3 separate regions of the Mus musculus genome follow, and all the other regions are linked to region 1. Evidence: chromatin contacts called from public HiChIP or PLAC-seq data. All regions are on one chromosome and are shown on one strand. The core of a region is the stretch at or near the end of the contact, and the rest is flanking DNA. Distances in the headings are between cores, read along the strand shown.

Region 1 (3,527 bases), core at 619-3,118:
TATTTATAAGGAGCTGGTAGACTATGTTACAGCAAAACAACAGCAACCTTCAAAGTTAAGGGAGATCCATGTTCGTTACTGTGGACCGATTTCCTGATCTATGTTAAATGTGGGGGGTGCAGAGCAGGGGGTGTATGGATTATGTCACCCTGTGTGTGACAGAGACAGACATGGTGTTACAGCAAGGGCTGTTCTTACCCAAGAGGAGTCCAGGATGAGCCTTTTATGAATATGATTTTTTTAATTGAGCCACACAGAGAGATCTATCCAGGGATACACACTGTTGTGACTACCAATCTAGAAGACGCCCTGCGCCAAGTGAGCTGGGGTGAAGGTAAAAATCACAAGCTTGGTACCTCCTGTTGAAATAGTTGTGATGCCCATTAGCAAGCAGGACAGGATAGGAACGTTTAAGAAGAATAGGGCACATTTGTGTCACCATGGCATTTCTGTTTGATTCGGGAGCAGAGAGCCTTGCATTTACAGAAACAGAACAATTCAGGTTAGCGAACGTTCCAGTAAGTACCATACGTGCCTGAGAGTAATGCTGACCTCAGTTCCACCGGCGGTCGGGTCAGGGCTTAGCAAATATGTGATTCTTATTTCAATGGAAGGGGTGTGTTAGCTTGGGGATGTGCACAGAACTGACTCATAGTGGAGATTGCCATTCACCAGACACATTTTCATTGTCTTTGTTTAATTCAGTTTATAACACTCCATGCCAGAATGGCACCAAAGGTCATTTTATTACTCTTATTAGTCACATGGACTGAGAGTCTTTGTGGTCCCATGTCTCCCTAGAGGAAGGATGTATGTACAGTTGCATTCAGCTCAGTGGGTTCCAGGTGTAGCAACAGTTAACAATAAACGAATAAGCCCTGCTGGATGCGGTCTTGGCCTAGGAGGCGCTCCTGTGAGCCGGTGATACTGACACAAGGATGATCAGGGTCCAGCATTAGCCAGGCATCAGCAGAAGCGCTTCTGGGGTAGGCGGTAGAAGCTGGTTGTCTCTGGGTGGGGTGTAGAAGGCACTTCACTGAGAAGCTAGAGTCTCCTCAGGATTTGGAAGGATGAGTAGGGTGGACCCCGAGTACATGATTCTTCAGCAAATAACATGGAGTCTTTGGTGGTGGCTCTGGGGAGCAAGGGGCTTCAGCAGGAGTGCAGTGTGGGGAAGGGAGAAAATCAGGTTTCCGAGGGCTTTGAAGGCCAGGTAATTTGGGGTTTTATTATGCAGACATCGGGAGATATCTGGATGCTTTGAAACTCACAGGGATGAGCCCAGAGCCTGCCTCAGGATGGGCAAAGTGTACAGAGCTGGTAGAATTAATCGGGTGGCTAAAATGTGCCGCCTTTAAATGCTGCACAGCACCTGCAACCTTAAGATTATCCCTGGGCATGGGAAAACCCATCTGTGATGCGCGCACTGGAGAGTGGATGTATGTGCGTGTGAGAGTGTGTGTGTGTGTGTGTGTGTGTGTGTGTGTGTGTGAGAGAGAGAGAGAGAGAGAGAGAGAGAGAGAGAGAGAGAGAGAGAGAGAGAGAGAGAGTGAGCGCGCGTGGAGGAAGGTGTGACGGGGGCAGAAGGGACTGGACCAGATGTTGATTCTTTCTTGCATGTTTTCTTTTCAAATCCCCATCTACTTCTCCCTCCTGTTCTCCTCTCACCAAGATGATTTTTGAGAGTTCAGCTTTGCCCAGAGCCCCGCCTTTTTTGGGCTGGAACGAGGCCCCCAGCAAGTGCTGGGGGCCCCAGTAAGTGACAGAGGCGGGGTTAATTGCCACCTACAGCTCAACCCTAAACTAGACTTCTGAAGGGGCGGGGCCTCGGCTTTCTTATTTAGCCCGTCTACCCCTCTTGATTCTCAGAAGGGAGAAAACTTCATCTGCAAGATGGGTGTCTACCGCATCCGCGTCTCCACCGGGGACTCCGTGTACGCGGGCTCCAACAACGAGGTCTACCTGTGGTTGATCGGACAGCATGGGGAGGCATCTCTCGGGAAGCTGTTCCGACCCTGTCGGAACTCGGTGAGCTGCGCAGAGCTCTGGCTGTCCCGGGAGGCGGCAGGGTGAGGGGCTGGGGGCGGGGGCGGGGGCAAAGTCAAAGAAATCCCTAGGAACCCTGATGCGTGGCCCCTGAACTCTGAGGAAGGAGCTCACAGCCTCGGAAAGCGGAAAGGGTGCACAGAGGCATTCGGTGAGCGCTCAGTAACAGTTGCTGCCTCCTGGCCTCATTGAGTGGGATATTTCTGTGCGTCCCTCACTTCACAGAACTCTGCGGTACAGTAGTAGTGCCAGTATCAGCAGTGTCAGCTGCCCGAATGTCTCTAATTTTTTAAAGCTTAAGATTTACCATCTTCTCTCGTTCCTACTGTAGAACAGTCTGCCTGATAAAGCCTCCCAGTGTCTCCAGCTTCTTCCCTACGAACTGCCAAGCCTCTGGCTTACTCTCGGTCCCTCGGGACCTGGTCCTGTTTGGCTCCCAGTCCCCACGGCTCTCTGGGCCCTAGCTTCATGAAGGCGCTGGGGGCCCTAGCTTCATGAAGGCGCTGGTCCTTTCAGCCTCTACGCTCTCCATGGACTCTGCCTCGTGTCTTCTCTGATTTCATTCTCTCTCACCAACCCCGCCTCTCCAAATCCAGGTTTCTCCCTGGAGACCATCCTGTAGAAACCCTGGCTCAGGCCAAATGGAATTCCCATGGGTTCTCTGCCTTAGTGGGGTCTCCCATTTGACCCGTTCCTCACTGGGCCTCTGGCAGAGTTTCCAGAATTCCCCTTCCTCTAGTCCTCCCCCCACCCCCCGGGGAGGAAGGAGTGTACTTTCCCATCGTCCATCGTCCATCCTTAACCCTCTCACTCTTGGTTGAGGTGACAACCCTGAGTGGTGTCATGGAGCCTCTTTTCATCACTTTTCCTGTGGCCCAGTGGAAGCAGAACTCAGCCTGAGCACCCCATTCTGCGCCCCTGTGCTTATCTGCAGGAGGCAGAATTCAAGGTGGATGTGTCAGAATACCTTGGGCCACTGCTGTTTGTGAGAGTGCAGAAATGGCATTATCTCAAAGAGGACGCCTGGTTCTGCAACTGGATTTCTGTGAAGGGCCCCGGAGACCAGGGATCGGAGTACACGTTCCCCTGTTACCGATGGGTTCAGGGCACCAGCATCCTGAACCTCCCTGAGGGCACTGGTGAGCAGAGGGGTGGGGTGTGTGTGTGTGAAGAGGCATAGGGGGAACGGAGCCTCAGTTGTGTGAGGAAGGGGAGGCAGCGTGTGGGAGCTGGAGCCTGGAAGCTGGGCTGTTTGTTTGGTGTTTTAAATGAGTTGTCAAAGAAAGAGTAGCTGAAGCTGGCCCAGATGTCACGGAGGCTTCAGGGAGGGACATGAAGATGCATGCACAGAGGACAGCCAGGGCTGCCTGAAGAGGTACAGCCAGCTGGAAGGGGGTAGAGAAGCTCACAGAAGACATCCAGAGTGTCTCCCTCCTCGGCTTCTAGGCTGCACCGTGGTTGAAGACTCTCAAGGCCTGTTC
Region 2 (3,527 bases), core at 403-2,902, 350 kb before region 1:
CACAGATTGGACAGAGGGTGATTCAGTGTGAAGAACACATGGGCAGAGATGCTGAGGGTGGCAGGAAGGGAAGAGGAGGGACAGAAAGTTACAGACACCAAGAAAGTGAGAGGAATCAGACAAGAGACAAGATTGAGGTCAGGCTATAAAAATAAAGAATGACAGAAGAAAAGGAAAGAGAGACTCAGAGATATTGAGAAGACAGAGAGTGAGGGCTCTGGGGCCAAAGCACAAACTGGAAACCCAGAAGACAGACAGGTAAGAGGAGACAAAAAAACCCAGTCATAAAACTGGAATCTGTAATTCTTCTCCAGGGTCGGCAATTCTCACATAGAGCTGACAACCCCCACACGAGGCAGGGCCACTACTGATTGGCAAAGTCCAAGGGCTAGTGGAACAGCCTGTAACAAGGACTCACAGGGCCTGCTGGTGATCCCCAAACCCCTTGCCCAGCCCCCAGTACTTCCTCCTCAGGATCCAGGACAATGGGCAGGGGAGGGTGGGGTCATCCTGTATGCATAATATCAACACCCCCCCCAGGACTCCTCGCAGGGAGACCCAGAATACCTGTATCTTCAGGGGGGGGGCTACACCCAAGGAGGGGGGCTTCATGAAAGGAAAGCCAAGGGAAAAGGAAACAGGTTGGTCCTAACCCAACCTGGGGCTAGTGCTATGGCGTCCACTAGCCTGGGGAAAGTGCCAGGCTGCAGCCTAGGAATGTGGGTGATCCGGGTGCCCACACCCTAGGAGGAGAGTCTAAGCAGCCCACGCCCACGGATAGCAGGGTGAAGACTTCAAAAAGAAAAAGAAAAAAAGAAAGAGATCAACGATGCTGCACTCCCACCTGTAGCCCCCAAAGACCGCCAATTTCTGTCATGCTATTTGGGCCTCACCTCCCCAGCCTTCCTAGGCAGAGCAGGGGAGGAGTGAAGGGGCTGGTTTATCCCACCACAGGAAGGGAGTAGCCGAAATCACAGAGACTGGCTCAGGAAGACTAGTCCTGACCCCCAAAACCCTAACTAGGGGAGGGAAGGGCACCAGGGTGGACAGGCAATATGACTCGTCCGAAGCTAAGAAAACAAGGAATTGGGTGGCAAGAATAGGGTACAGCGGGGTAAAGATATAGGGAGTAGGTGCAGGGTCTGCAGGTCCTGCTTTAAAGGCGCACTGGGGAGGAGGCTAGGTGGGGCAGACCGACTCCAAAGGGGGTCTCGGGTCACCTGCACCTTGCCCACTGGCAGGTCTCCAACAAGCCCCCGCCTGTCCTCTCTGGGCGGCCATGAGTTCCTGGTCCTCCAGTCCAGCCAACCGACGGCTGCCCGGGGCCTGGCACCTCTCTGCGCCTCCGCGGGATAAATAGCACATGATCCGAGCTCTCGCGCCTAGCCCGCTTGGCCGGGTCGTGCAATCGGGACCTCGGAACTCCGGCTCCCCGCCCCACAGCGCATTCCTCCGCGGGCGTCCCCTCCCTGCCCCCCACCGGCTCTCACCTCGTCGCGGCAGGACTCCCCGGCGGAGAGCAAAGGGACAAACTTTCTGGGATGCCTAAGACCGGCGAGGGAGAGACCGGGGGCCAGTTCGGGGCTGCCCCCGCCCCTCGCCGGGTCCCCGGGCGGCGGGCGGCGGATCGCGCCCCGGGGGCGGCAGCAGAAGCGGCGCCAGCGGCCGGCGCCCGCCCGGGCAGCGCGAGCTGGGGCGGGAGCGAGGGGCGGGGGACGGACGGACGGGCGCGCGCGCGGACGGGCGAGCGGGCACGCGCTGTCCCGGGAAGGAGCCACCCGGGTCACTCTAGTTAAAGGGGCAGTGCACTCTGACAGTAGGGCTCGCCGGGCAGAGACAGGGAAACTGAGTTGCGGACACTAAGGGAAAGCAAATCACCAGAACGTGGGAAAACTAGCGCTCCTGAGGAGTCGGGAAAGGCGAGGTCGGACGCAGGAGGGGACTTAGGCCGGAGCCGCGCACGTCGTCGCCGTCAGAGGCGCGCCTAGGGGGCGGGGCTTAATGGCAGACCACGCCCAGGAGGCGGTCCCCCTCAGGCCCGGCCTTCAGGCGAGCCAGGCAAGTGGGGCGACCGGGCTCACTACGGAGCTGCTCCTTCCTGCCCGACCTGAGGTTCCAGAACTCGCTTCGCAGTTGCCTCAGGTGATGGGGCCAAATGCAGAGACGTCGCCGACATAGCCGCACGGACGCTCTCTTCTCAGATAGCCTTCTGGTTTGACTCCCGGACCGCCGCCTCAGCCCGTCAGCCCCAGTCAGCCCCAGTCAGCCCCTCAGGCTCAGGTGGCCTCTTAGGCCGCTGTTGCCTTCTCAGGGCCGGTGAAGGAGACCCCTGCCTGTCCAGCCTGGTTTGCCCATGTCCCTAAGCTCACCACCCCAGTTTTGCCTTCCTGCCTATTACCAAAGATTTGGCTATAGACCCCAGTCTTCCTGCCAGAGGTCGCCTTGGCCCCTTTAGACCTAGTTCTCCACCCCCCCACCCCCCACCCCCCCCCCCAGTAAGGCTACCCCAACACCAGGCTCCTCAGCCAGGGCGACACCTTTCAGATGCCCATCCACCCTCTTAGTTGTATCTTGCTGCCAAGGTCTTGACTATCCCCTGGTCAACTATCCATTCCGTCTGGCTGCCTTAAACCCCTTAGATCTAGGTCACCCACTCAGGCACAGCCATCCAAATTCCTCATTGCTCCTTTAGTTCTAGACCCCCTACGAATTCAGGATATCCATTTTTTAGATCTCACACTAAACAGCCCAACTCTCGACCATCTGCCACTTCAAGATACTCCTTTTGCTTTTAATCTTCCTCAACATTTCTCAGCTCAGTTTAGCTGCCCTTGATTTTGTTTTGTGATGGACTGGGTCTCTCTTTGTAACCCCTACCCCCAGGCTAGCCTTAAACACTCAACCCTGTGTTAGCTGCCTGAATGCTGGGGTCACAGGATTGCAAAACTATGCCTGGCTCACTCTTTGGATAACCTTTGCTTGTAACATTTTCTGATTTTGTCCTTTATGCCAGCCAACATGCACTCCTAACTTACCAGGCAGTTTATTGTTTAGGGTCCCAGGGCCTTGGGCATGTCGGCAAGCTCTCTGCCACTTAACTGCAGTCATATTGCTTCCCCAGCTTTTTTTTTTGTTGTTTCATTTTGGACAGAAATCTTGTTTTAAACCAGTCTGGAGTCAAAACTCAAAGATTAAGTCTCCTGAGCCTTTGGGATTACAAGTCTGTATATCACTCCTGGCTTTTACCTAGTATTTGTTCATTTATTTAATTTTATTTTTCTGGACTTCTCTAGAATTCTTTAAAAATAATTAAGTATTTTTGTGTTTCATGTGTGCATATGTGTAGAGATCAGATCCAGAGATTGAATTTAAGTCATCAGGATGGGGCAACAAGCAATTTTATCCATTTGTCCATCTAGTATATACTTTTTAAGATTTTATTTTTAAGCTGGGCAGTGGTGGCATATGCCTTTAATCTCAGCACTTGGGAGGTAGAGGCAGGCAGATCTCTGTGAGTTTGAGGACAG
Region 3 (3,527 bases), core at 487-2,986, 300 kb after region 1:
ACCACCAGCAACAGAATGCTGAGGCTCGAGGAGAGCAGGAGGAGGCGGGATCCAGAGCAGAGTCGCTGCAAGAGCCGTGGAGTGGGAGGCGGCCCTGCAAGAGAGCGTATCAAGAGTTCACTACCTGGGCCAACCTAAATCCCGAGGTATTAGGAAGAGCGCAAACTAAGCTCTCCAGTAGACTAAGAGGGGCCGTATAGATTAAGAAATGTGGGCCGTGGACAACCCTGCAGGACCTAAAGATAGGGAAGAAAGGGGGTTATCAGAAGTGCAAAGCTTTGACCTGCCCTAGCATTCCCGAAGCCCTGGACCTCTGCTGCCACCCTGTGGCATAATATTGTCATTACAGACGATGAACCACGCCTGGGGAGTCATTGCTCCACCAAAGTGTGGGAAGGGTGGGTTTCCTCCTCTTTCCGTGAATCCTGTGCGTCTTTGGTTGCATGCAAGGAGAAAAGGTGAGCCTCTCCCACCAAGGGAGAAAATGACACTCAGTCCTGTCGGTTGGCCTGCGGGCTTTCCCTCCTGCCCCCCCCCCCCCGCCCCGTTTCCCCTCCTGTGCTCCTTCCTGCATAAAAGCACACTGCCCACCTGGGATACCTCAAGAGCTCTGTATTTGTTTGTACAGGCACACGACAGTCCCTGCTCAGAGGACAAAGTAGGGAGAGCAGATGCTTCATCTTTCATCCGTGCTGAGACCCTCAGCCCCCTCTCCAAGGGTCCCTTAAGTCAAACTGATCCTGATCACCTCCCATCCCCACCTCCACCTCCACATACACACTGTTGAAACTGAAGAAGAAAGGGACCTAACTTCAGACGGGGCTGACAATAAGCTCATGCCCCCGACCTTCAGTAGGCCCCACACCTTGGAGCCACCCTCTGCCTGGGGTCTTGAGAAATGGGTAACATTGGGAGGAAGCTTGGACATCTGTCACTGAGGATGCCAACACTATGCCCTGTACCCTATGTCCCAGCAAGAGTGATGCAGCCACTGTTTTCTGAGTGTATGGAACAGAGCTAGGGATCTCCACAGGACACAGGAGCTGAGTCGGAGGGACAGAGCCACTGATGTTCTCCTCCAGAGGGGAGAACCCCTCGCCTCTCTGAAAGGGAGCACCTCTCACCTCTCCGGAGTTGATGATGGTCATTATCATTGTCCAGGTGCTGGAAATCTTGATAATCCTTTGTCATGATGGCACTGGATCCGGACCTAGGACAGCCAAATTTAGAGCCTTTAGAGCTGAGGCCGAGGCTAACAGACTCAGAGCTGGATGAAGTCCAGTTCCCTTTTACATCTGACTAGGTGGACATACTTTCTGTCTCCCCTAACCCTATCTGCTCCCAAGCCTGACATCCAAAAATCTATCCTCTAGCTGGACATGATGACACATGCTTTTAATCCCAGTATTCAGGAAGCAGAGTCTGGTGGATCTCTGTAGGTTCGAGGCCAGCCTGGTCTACAGAGTGCATTCCAGACTAACCAAGGCTACATTCTGTCTAAGAAAAATCTCTCCTCTCCCATTCACACACACTGCGCATGTGAACCCATACAGCCACTCTCTCTTGGCTGTCACCCATCCCTTCTCCTCCTGCTGTACTTACTGAAGGTCCCTCAGCACCACGAAGAGCCCAGGCTAAGGAGGGGGCTGAAGCCTGAAGAACCAGGTGAAGAGCCCTGGGCAATGGGAGGGGAGGGGACAGGGTCCATCCAGGGCCCATGTGTGTCCGAGCACGCTGAACCTGGCATCACCAACACCGGGACTTTGAACCATAAACAGAGGTAGGAGTAGACTTGGAACTGGGGAGGTATAGGGGAGGAAAGAAGGCATGGGTGACCTCTATTCTATTTCTCAGAAAAGGGGAGTCTACACACACACACACACACACACACACAGAGGCACACACATCTACGCATGCACTTCCGCATGTTCAATACTTGTTACCTTTTTGTGGGTGAGACAGGCCTTAAAAGGCTAGGGAACAGTTTGCTGCTTGCCCTCAGAGCCCTCCCCCTTTCGGTCCTGAATTTCCCAGAATTGTCCGTATCTCCAAATATCCCTGACCAGGATCAGAGGCACCAACTGATTCCCCGCTCTTGCCCAATCCTGCCCTGTGACCTCAGTGTTATAATTGCAAGCTGTAGATTCCTGGGGTCTCAGCTCCAGGCTCCTCAGCCCTAACCTGACTGACTCACTCTATGGTAGTCCTCCAAGCAGCGCAGTGGTAACAGGAGGAGCAGCTCCCCTCTAGGATCAGGGCCAAGAAATCACTGATTCTACCATATGCCCCAGGACTTCAACCTTTCTCATCCCCAGAGAACAACCCATTCTGCAGGCAAGAAAGCTGAGGCTCTGGAAGACAAGGGCTTCTCAAAGCCATACTACACAGAAGAGCACAGACTAACACCCGGGCAGCCCAACTCAGTGACCTGTGTGCTGCCTCCAGCACCTCACTCAGAATGGGATCCTTAGCTGTCCCACGCACCAGGTCCCCAAATCCCCAGAGAGGCTTAAACATGGCCCCTCATGGTCCTGAGAGCTTCAGAGAGGCCTGTCAGAACTCAGGCTTGGGACAAGAGCAATATTCAACATATAATCCTCCTCCTGTTAGGCTCCACAGTGAGGAGTGGCCTCTGTGGCCGTCTAGAGCCTGTGAGCTATTCAGGAAGGTGCCGCTTACATAAATCCAACTACTCTGTGCGTCCTTGCTTGTCTGTGTCCTAAAAATCCGCATGTTTACATGAACCGGGCTTGCTGCCAGCGATTTTGGTGAAAATTGGGCCATTAATTTAACACTCTCTGATTTTGCCACTTACAATCTAGTTTATTCTGGCAAGCAAACAGATACAGATCCAGTCTGAATAGTAGCTCTACTCATAGAGGTAGGGACTAGCAGGGGGCACCGAGCCTCTTGCTCTCTCAGTGCTAGAGAGACCTCAGCCCTAGCTTGTAAAACTGGAAAATGCTGTAAACTCAGGATTTTTGCATCTTTCTATTTGCATATTGTCCTGGAAGAAGGCATTTTGAAATACAGTTCATACCTGAGAGCCATGCCCTAAGCTCATGGATCAGAGAGCAGTACTGGACTAATGTTAACACACATGCTTGAATAAATGTTAAGTGTGGATTGTGGATGTATGAATGAGTGTGTGTGTAGTTTTTCATCCCTTTTCAATAGATTTCTATTTAGAGAGATACATTTTATAATATATATTATACATATACTATGTATAAGTATAATATATAACATATAACATAGTATATATACATATGTATATATATATCCCATTGGATATGTGTACCAGTCATTTACCACAAAGTAAGTACCCCACAACTTAGCAACTTAAACAATAAACACAGACCATCTCCACTGTAAAGGTTAAAGTGCGGCTTCGACCATTGGTTCTGACTCAGAATAATCTCTCCTGAGGACACAACCATGATCTCAGTCAGTGCTGTGTTTGTTGAAAGACTGGACTAAGGCTGGAAAATCAACTGCCAAAGTGACTCACTCATAGGACAGGCAAG

The links. HiChIP or PLAC-seq counts read pairs in DNA pulled down with a chosen protein or histone mark.
Region 2: an H3K4me3 HiChIP or PLAC-seq map of embryonic forebrain shows a contact between it and region 1, with 2.9 times the contacts expected there. The contact joins the promoter of Kif1c here to the promoter of Alox15 in region 1. A contact is called at or near these places in 2 of 39 promoter capture datasets (cranial neural crest and second pharyngeal arch cranial neural crest), 2 of 115 datasets of contacts at active chromatin or transcription factors (embryonic forebrain and large pre-B cells) and 1 of 9 other capture datasets (adipose tissue).
Region 3: an H3K27ac HiChIP or PLAC-seq map of embryonic stem cells shows a contact between it and region 1, with 3 times the contacts expected there. The contact joins the promoter of Asgr1 here to the promoter of Alox15 in region 1. A contact is called at or near these places in 4 of 39 promoter capture datasets (the C10 cell line, the HPC-7 cell line, cranial neural crest and 1 more), 2 of 484 Hi-C or Micro-C datasets (bone marrow-derived macrophages and cerebral cortex), 1 of 115 datasets of contacts at active chromatin or transcription factors (embryonic stem cells) and 4 of 9 other capture datasets (adipose tissue, embryonic stem cells, macrophages and 1 more).

The regions. Positions count from the first base shown.
Region 1 is chr11:70,350,372-70,353,898 of GRCm38.p6, reverse strand. Alox15 (arachidonate 15-lipoxygenase) reads left to right here and starts at 1,868. Exons shown (of 14, transcript NM_009660.3): 1 at 1,868-2,028; 2 at 2,981-3,185; 3 at 3,493-3,527. The coding sequence starts at 1,894.
Region 2 is chr11:70,698,673-70,702,199 of GRCm38.p6, reverse strand. It overlaps Kif1c (kinesin family member 1C), which reads right to left and starts at 1,652. Exons shown (of 23, transcript NM_153103.2): 1 at 1,491-1,652. It overlaps Inca1 (inhibitor of CDK, cyclin A1 interacting protein 1), which reads left to right and starts at 2,045. Exons shown (of 7, transcript NM_001252484.1): 1 at 2,045-2,142.
Region 3 is chr11:70,052,564-70,056,090 of GRCm38.p6, reverse strand. Asgr1 (asialoglycoprotein receptor 1) reads right to left here and starts at 1,736. Exons shown (of 9, transcript NM_009714.3): 1 at 1,603-1,736; 2 at 1,125-1,210; 3 at 1-94. The coding sequence starts at 1,191.